Linked DNA regions of Mus musculus: region 2 is linked to region 1. Evidence: chromatin contacts called from public HiChIP or PLAC-seq data. All regions are on one chromosome and are shown on one strand. Each heading gives the region's core, a stretch centred on a gene start, on an enhancer-like site or on the middle of the called end of the contact. The rest is flanking DNA. Distances are from core to core; before and after follow the strand shown.

Region 1 (3,568 bases), core at 333-2,832:
GTAGACCAGGCTGGCCTCGAACTCAGAAATCCGCCTGCCTCTGCCGCCTGAGTGCTGGGATTAAAGGCGTGCGCCACCATGCCTGGCCACATGTTGATTTATGAGTATAAAACATCCATATGATTTATGAGTATAAAACATGGGTTTAAGGTCCACTCCTAGGTGATAGAGCTAAACCTAACATTTTACAATGAAAGGATTTTTCACAGATGTTTATGAAATCCCAATTACATACTTTTAAGCTGGGTGTGGTATCTCACACCTATAACCCCAGCACCTGAGGGGTAAGGCAGGAGAATCAGGAACTCAAGGTTGTCCTCAGCTATATAGCAAGCTTTAGGTTAGCCTGAGCTACATCCCATGGGAGCTTGACTCAAAAGAAACGAAAAAAATCCATCCTCTTTCCAGAGAAGACCATGGGGATGCTGGGATCATCGCTTTCGTGCTTACACAGCATTGGTTAAGGAAAATAGTAAGAGGCACTGAAGTTCTTAGCTGTCCCTCCTCTGTCGTTCTCCTGCCAATTCTCCTAATGATGACCTGGTCCTAGCACTCTCTCCAGATCTCACTGTCAAGCAAACTGTGAGCTTGCCATTCACACAGTGAACCTGCAGAGAAGCACCTGCGAAGTATCCAGTCTTCCTCTCTGGACCAGCAGTTCTCATTTTTCCATGAGGCTATTGAACCACAGTGTAGACCTTGTTTATTTGCAAAGTATTAAGTAAGCTACGTTGGAAAATCGAGTCAGTATATGTCATGCTCACATCCCAACTGATCCTGACGATGACTCTGCAAAACAAAGCACCCAGCACACTCCACACAGGCATTCTCTATACAGTCCACTCTGGGCTTCATTGGCATGGTTCATCTCTGCCCCACTGGGCATCAACTGGTACCCTCAAGACAAGGCTGTAGCCACAGAAGCCTGCCCAGCCAGGGCTGTTGGCCCAACTTCCTCACAGGCCCTGACTGGGCTGGCCAACTTTCCTAACTGAGCTTAAGACATCTCTATGTCCCTTCCACTGCACTATGTCCCAGACCTAAATTTGAGAACATAGTCGGTACGTCTAGCCCAGACCTGGGATCAAACTCTGGTCACGGGTAGATACCCTAGGAACCCAAAGCTGTGCTAGCTACATTCTCTGCCCTCTCCAGCTGTCCAGCTCCTTGGCCGTAGCTGACCTGAGTTCCTTGTCAGCTGCCCCGTCCAGAGGACAGGCTATAGTGCCCATTGCAGTCCTCTCTAGGCTGGCCATCACTTCTGCAGTCTCCTCAAATTTGCATTTTTATTTTTAGCCCTACACTCACTGAAAATACTCTGCAGTTAGATCCATAAAAGCCTAGCCAGGGCACAGCCACACCAGGGACAGATGCTGCTGCCCAGTACCTGTGTCTGTGTCTGGAGGTGAAAATCTCCCAAGATTAACTATGTGGATAAAACCTCCAGTCACATTACTAGAGCACAAACAGAAATGTTTACCCCAATGTAACTCAAGAAGAAATGGAATCTAATTGAAGAGGGAAGTCTGGGGCAAGCACCAGGAAATCCTTTGGCCACAAGTGTTGCTAGATTGGGGAAGTGTCCCCAAAGGAAGTGGGAGACATATGCAAGCCAAAAGCCCAGCCCCCATGGAAGAGCAGTACTTCCTCTGCATATTGTCTTCCAAATCCTGTCCTAGGCCAGTTTATCCAGGCAGCCACTAAAAACTGCCAGACTCAATTATCATAATAAAGTAGTTTATTTTGCTCTGATAAAGGGGATTTTTATAATCCACATACCCCAACTCCCACCCCAAAGCCTTTTCCGTTGGAAGGAAGGCTGCAGCTTATGAAAGGAAGGACCTTTGTCCTGGCTGTGGCATCGTTGTTGGGAACAAAATGTCCAGGAACCCAGGGCTGTTTGCTTTAACCAGAATGCTTCTATCACTGCAGAGTTATGAAGTGGAGAGCGTCCTTGGGAAGGAGATGGGACCTTTACTCTGCTTTGTCCAGTCCATCACTACACAGCAGAGCAGCTGTGTCGTCACCCTGGAAGAGATTGAGCTGCTGAGTACAGAGGGAGCCACTGCTGCTCAGCCTCCTCCCTGACATCTGTGCGCTTGGCAAGGGGCTGTGTGTTAACTCAGTGTTTCTGTTTTTAAATTTAGTGGGTTTCTTTTCTTTCTTTTTTCTGGTAAAGAGATTAATAGGATAGTTTTAAATTAAAAATCAAGATACCTCTAATACACATTTTTTTAAACTTTACCTTCCTACAAGTTTGATAACATGTTTCTTTGAGTGTTTCTCATGTCTTCTGTGTCTTCATTTTGCAGCTACTTGGGCTTAGGAAATGTGCTTTGTTGTAGCTTTAAAGTAGTTACAATTTATCAATATTATATATGTTTTTTCTTTGCAGTATCTAATATTCTCTGCTAGATTGTTCTGTAAAGCTTCAGCCAGTATCTCATATTGAAATATTACTGTTCTGTTACAATAAATAAATGTCCAACCTAAACACTTTGTGGTTTTAGTGTTCTGGGAGCTGCCAGAGGTGGCACTGTCACCCATACAATGTTGGGTGTGAGGAGAGCTGTATAAAAGAGAAATTTCTGTACCTTACTCCACTGCCCACCTGTCAGAGACCCTGAAGAACTGCAGAGGGCAAAGATCACAGACTCACAGCAGTCCACAAGCCTGCACTTTGGGCAGGGATTTGAATTACAAACAAAGCTATGTATTTAGACCCTGGAGGGTTTGTGTTTTCTGTACAACAGGCCGTGCAGATCAGGGAAGGGGTTGGAACAACCAGTATCTTAGTAGAAAGGCACATAGCTTTGGGGGGGGGGGGGGTTAAGCCCGCAAACATTACAATTACTGGCTTTTGGGGCTGCCCTTTTTATATACTAGGATATTAATTTGTACTGGTACACATTTTTAAATCTACACGTTGTCCCTAGATTGAGGAAAGTAGAGGCAACGAGGAATCAAGTTTCAGACTCCCAGCTCTCTTCCACCCCCTCACCCTTCGGCAACCACCTAAAAGTTAGGCCAACTGTTCTCCGCCCCAGGTCAGCCTACTCTGGGATCACACACATGAATTAGTCATGCTTTCCCGTGTTCCTTCCGCGGGCAATAGAGACCGCGAGGAAACGCGTCCATCTCCTTACCCCGTGTGGGCAACGCACCTGGTCGGGTGGCTCCCAGGTGCTTGCTTTTCCCTGGTGAAGTCTCAGTATGTTGTGTGCGGGAGAGAATGAACATAGGAAGCTGCAGCGATTTAAATGCTTCTTTATTCTTACAAATACTGTAAAAATGAATATAAAAAGCATGCGCAGTCTCTTCCTCTTATCTACAAAAGTCTGTCGGAAATGTCTTTTCTACAAATGTACCTTAGCTGCAATGGTAATAAGACGTAGAAAATGCTACCATTATAAAAAATAATTTAAGGGGAAAGATTAATATAGCTTCTCTCGCAGTCCAGTGCCCAAGCTGCAGCTTCCTGTCGCTCGCAGGTCCCAAAGAAACTAGCGATTCGGGCGGCGTCTGCTCCCCGCTGTCGGGGTCTGAGGTATAGGTCGTTCAGAGTCTC
Region 2 (3,328 bases), core at 292-2,791, 660 kb before region 1:
GCAGCTAGTCCATTGCGCTATGGACGAGCACTGCTGATCCATTTTCTTTCATAACTTAGTGCTGTGTATGTGTTCTTTTCAAACCAAGATGTTGATCAACATGCTTGAGAAGATATTTCAGGGCAGTGGGTTTGAACAGTCAGCATTTTTAAGTCCAGGACAAAGCCAGGCATCATGACTCACACTTGTAATATCAATACTCAGAAGGCTAGGGGACGAGGATTGCAGTGAGTTGAAGGCCATATCTTATTCTTGGTATTCATATTCTATAGTCAACACACAAAGTGAAACTTGTGTAGTCAGAAATGTCCTTGAGAAATTCCTTAGGAAGGCATAGCTGTGTAAATTAATCTTGTCAAAGTCCAACACAGTGGGTGTGAATCCTACTCTGTGTGAGATAAAATGATTATATTGCTTGAATTAAGAAGCTGTGCTATATTTTAGGTAAGTGTAGAATTAAGCTCAGTGTGCTGAGGGCTCACATTTGGAATCACAATGACCAGGAGGAATCAAGGCAGCACCTACTTTGTAGTCTCTCTCTCCTCTAGCACTCCATACATATCCACACCACACCAGAGGGCACCTTTGAGCATGCTCTTTCTCATATGCAGCTGCCTTATGTCCCTGCAAAACATATCTAGTTCAACTTAAGTAGTTTAAGTTTGATTGGAAGATGGACTTTGCTTCTTTACAATTTTTTGTGAATTCTAAATTATTAATAATGGTTTTACAGAAATTTATGATAAATATAAAAGCTTATAGGCAAATTAAAATTGGGTAATAAAGATAAGCCTCTTTAATTAGTGATTATAAGAGGCTATTTTGTGTTTTCACTAGAGATATATAGTAATAAGAACCTTAATAAACTCCCTAATAATTGTGCTATTTTTATTTTCTTTTCAGTCACATGGACATTCTATTTTTAGTTTTTGAAGAACCTTCATACTGATTTCCACAGTTGTTAACTTAACAATCCTACTAACACTGTGTAAGGCCCATCTCTCTCTCTTGAAGGCATCTGCCATTTATTTTCTTAAAGATAGTCATTCTGAATGAAATATTTTTTTCCAATTTTTATTAGATATTTTCTTTATTTACATTTCAAACACTATCCTGAAAGTCCCCTATACCCTCCCCCTGCCCTGCTTCCCTACCCACCCACTCCTACTTCTTGGCCCTGGCGTTCACCTGTACTGGGGCATATAAAGTTTGCAAGACCAAGGGGCCTCTCTTCCCAATGATATCTGACTAGGCAATCTTCTGCTACATATGCTGTACTATTTTTAAAGTAGGGTGATTTGTTAAAAAAACAAAACAAAACTATCATTACCATTTGTAGTCTGATAAAAATTGCACCAGGTGACTATGGAACTAAATGGCTTGTGAAGTGCTTCACTATCCTAATACTGTGTTAGCAAAATTCAGCTTACTCTGCAGAGATTATTTTTAAGATGCTTAGTTAAGTGATAGAGGAGGATCCCATGATATAAGCCACATAACTTTTGTGGAAGCATGCACAATAATGCAGAAGTCTTCAGTGTGTGGAATTAAGCAGCAGGCAGTGATTCATATCTTGAAGGCAGATAATGCTTGCTGGAAAAACTGTAGGACACTGAGCCATAGTTTTTATGTCCTGCGGTTGTCTTTTTTTCTCTCCTGTTGCTATGACCAAAGCATCTGAAGGGACAAGAGGCTTATTTTAGCTCCATTCCAGAGAGACATAGTCCACCATGGAGAGGAAGGCATGACAGCAGGAGCATGCAACCAACCTGGCAGTCAGGCAGCAGAGCTGAACTAGGAAGGGGACTCAAGCTGTGAAGCTTCAGAGCCTGTGTCCTACATCCTCCAGCAAAGAGAGCCGCCAGCTGGGGGCCATGTACTCAGACACTAGCCCTAGGGTGGACTTTTCACATTTAAACCACAGCAGTGACTGTGTTAAATTATGGCAGCAATGCACTGACAAGCTGTACTGTAAAACTGGCCTGCTTGTTTAACCTTCAGATATTACTATACCATATTAAAACCAAAACCAAACTCTATAATCTGGGAGAAAAGTGTGTGTCTGAACCTGGTTGGCACTAATGTGAAGTTGTGCTGCAGACATTCTTTTCTCTTGAAAAAAAATGACACAACTCCATAAAGAGTAAGCTGACCTCACCATCAAAACTTTTTTAATAAAGCTGACTTTTCTACTTTAACATAATTGAAGGACATGATATTTGCATAAAACTTCTAGTATTGAGCAGATCAAATGGAATCTTTCCACATCAAAGTTAGATGGATTAGTTTTCATGGCTATGATAGAGAAATAAAAATAGTCTTGCCCTCAATAATCTCACTTTAGTAACTGAAATGTATCAACACAAGGTTCTTAAATAACAGTGCAATGGTATGGGAAGGTGCTATGGCTGCACAGAGAGAAAAACGGGATCATGCCCTGTTCACAATCAGAAAGATGTCACTTTTGAGACAGCTATACACTGTCTCTTAAGAGTAATATGAGATTTGCTAGGTGGTTAAAGACTTCTAATATCAGACGAACATACATAAAAGGTCAAAGTTGCAAAAGAATAATACAGGTTTGCAATATAAGACTGATGAGATTGGGTGTAAGAGTGCAATAGTTAGGAACTAGAGGATAGAGTACCAGCTTTTATTGCTGTAAGCCATGTCTTGTGGGTGGGAGCTTGTGGAATGAACTCACTGAGATTGGTGAGCATTGCAGTCCTGTGTATATTCTAGAGCTATGACCTTGGCTGTTCTGTGGAGGGTGCACTGTGGAGGGTGCAAAGCCATGAGCAGTGGACCCAGTGAGCAGTGAGATGATAGGTCATCAGAATTAAGGCAGTGATACAAGGACATAGAAGAAGGGACAGAGCTTTCAGTAAAATTATTAGGACTTAGCAATTAATTGGACATGTGAGTAGTGTTGAAAGATAAAGAAGTGTTGAGAACAGCTTGAATGCTGTTGAATTCTAATTCTAATTCTTGAATGCTAATGAAATATCATTAGCTAATACTGGTGACACAGGACGTAGAGTTGAATCCCATGTTTGACTCCAAAGCTTCATTTCTCATCACATGTCTAACTGGTCATATACCAATTAAAAAATGGTATATGAAATATGTGCCCTTTACTTTTTACATAATTAAACTTGTTCTTTGATAATTTCCTACAGTGCATTCTAAAGATTGTCACCCTCACCTCCTTATGTCCCCATACCCTAGAGCCTATCCCTCCTCTAAGTCCCTTTTCTCTATATCACTTTTAAATTAGCATGTAAGGTTAGGTGTCATCATGGCACTTCTTAACAAAGTATGCTTTGGT

Evidence for each region. HiChIP or PLAC-seq counts read pairs in DNA pulled down with a chosen protein or histone mark.
Region 2: a contact with region 1 is called in an H3K4me3 HiChIP or PLAC-seq map of bone marrow-derived macrophages, with 5 times the contacts expected there. The contact joins two enhancer-like sites. A contact is called at or near these places in 2 of 115 datasets of contacts at active chromatin or transcription factors (astrocytes and bone marrow-derived macrophages) and 1 of 9 other capture datasets (embryonic stem cells).

The regions. Positions count from the first base shown.
Region 1 is chr16:15,888,150-15,891,717 of GRCm38.p6, reverse strand. Cebpd (CCAAT/enhancer binding protein (C/EBP), delta) reads right to left here. Exons shown (of 1, transcript NM_007679.4): 1 at 2,173-3,568. It overlaps Spidr (scaffolding protein involved in DNA repair), which reads left to right. Exons shown (of 20, transcript NM_146068.4): 20 at 1,933-2,494. The coding sequence ends at 2,088. Among named protein-coding and RNA genes, the nearest start is that of Cebpd, 2.6 kb to the right of the region's middle. Within about 2 kb of position 1,582, at least 68 of the 459 cell types and tissues checked have an H3K27ac peak or open chromatin away from gene starts, as enhancers often do. A contact at or near this core is called in bone marrow-derived macrophages, where this site is marked.
Region 2 is chr16:16,552,769-16,556,096 of GRCm38.p6, reverse strand. All of the region lies in intron 1 of Fgd4 (FYVE, RhoGEF and PH domain containing 4), which reads left to right. Among named protein-coding and RNA genes, the nearest start is that of Fgd4, 46 kb to the left of the region's middle. Within about 2 kb of position 1,541, at least 13 of the 459 cell types and tissues checked have an H3K27ac peak or open chromatin away from gene starts, as enhancers often do. A contact at or near this core is called in bone marrow-derived macrophages, where this site is marked.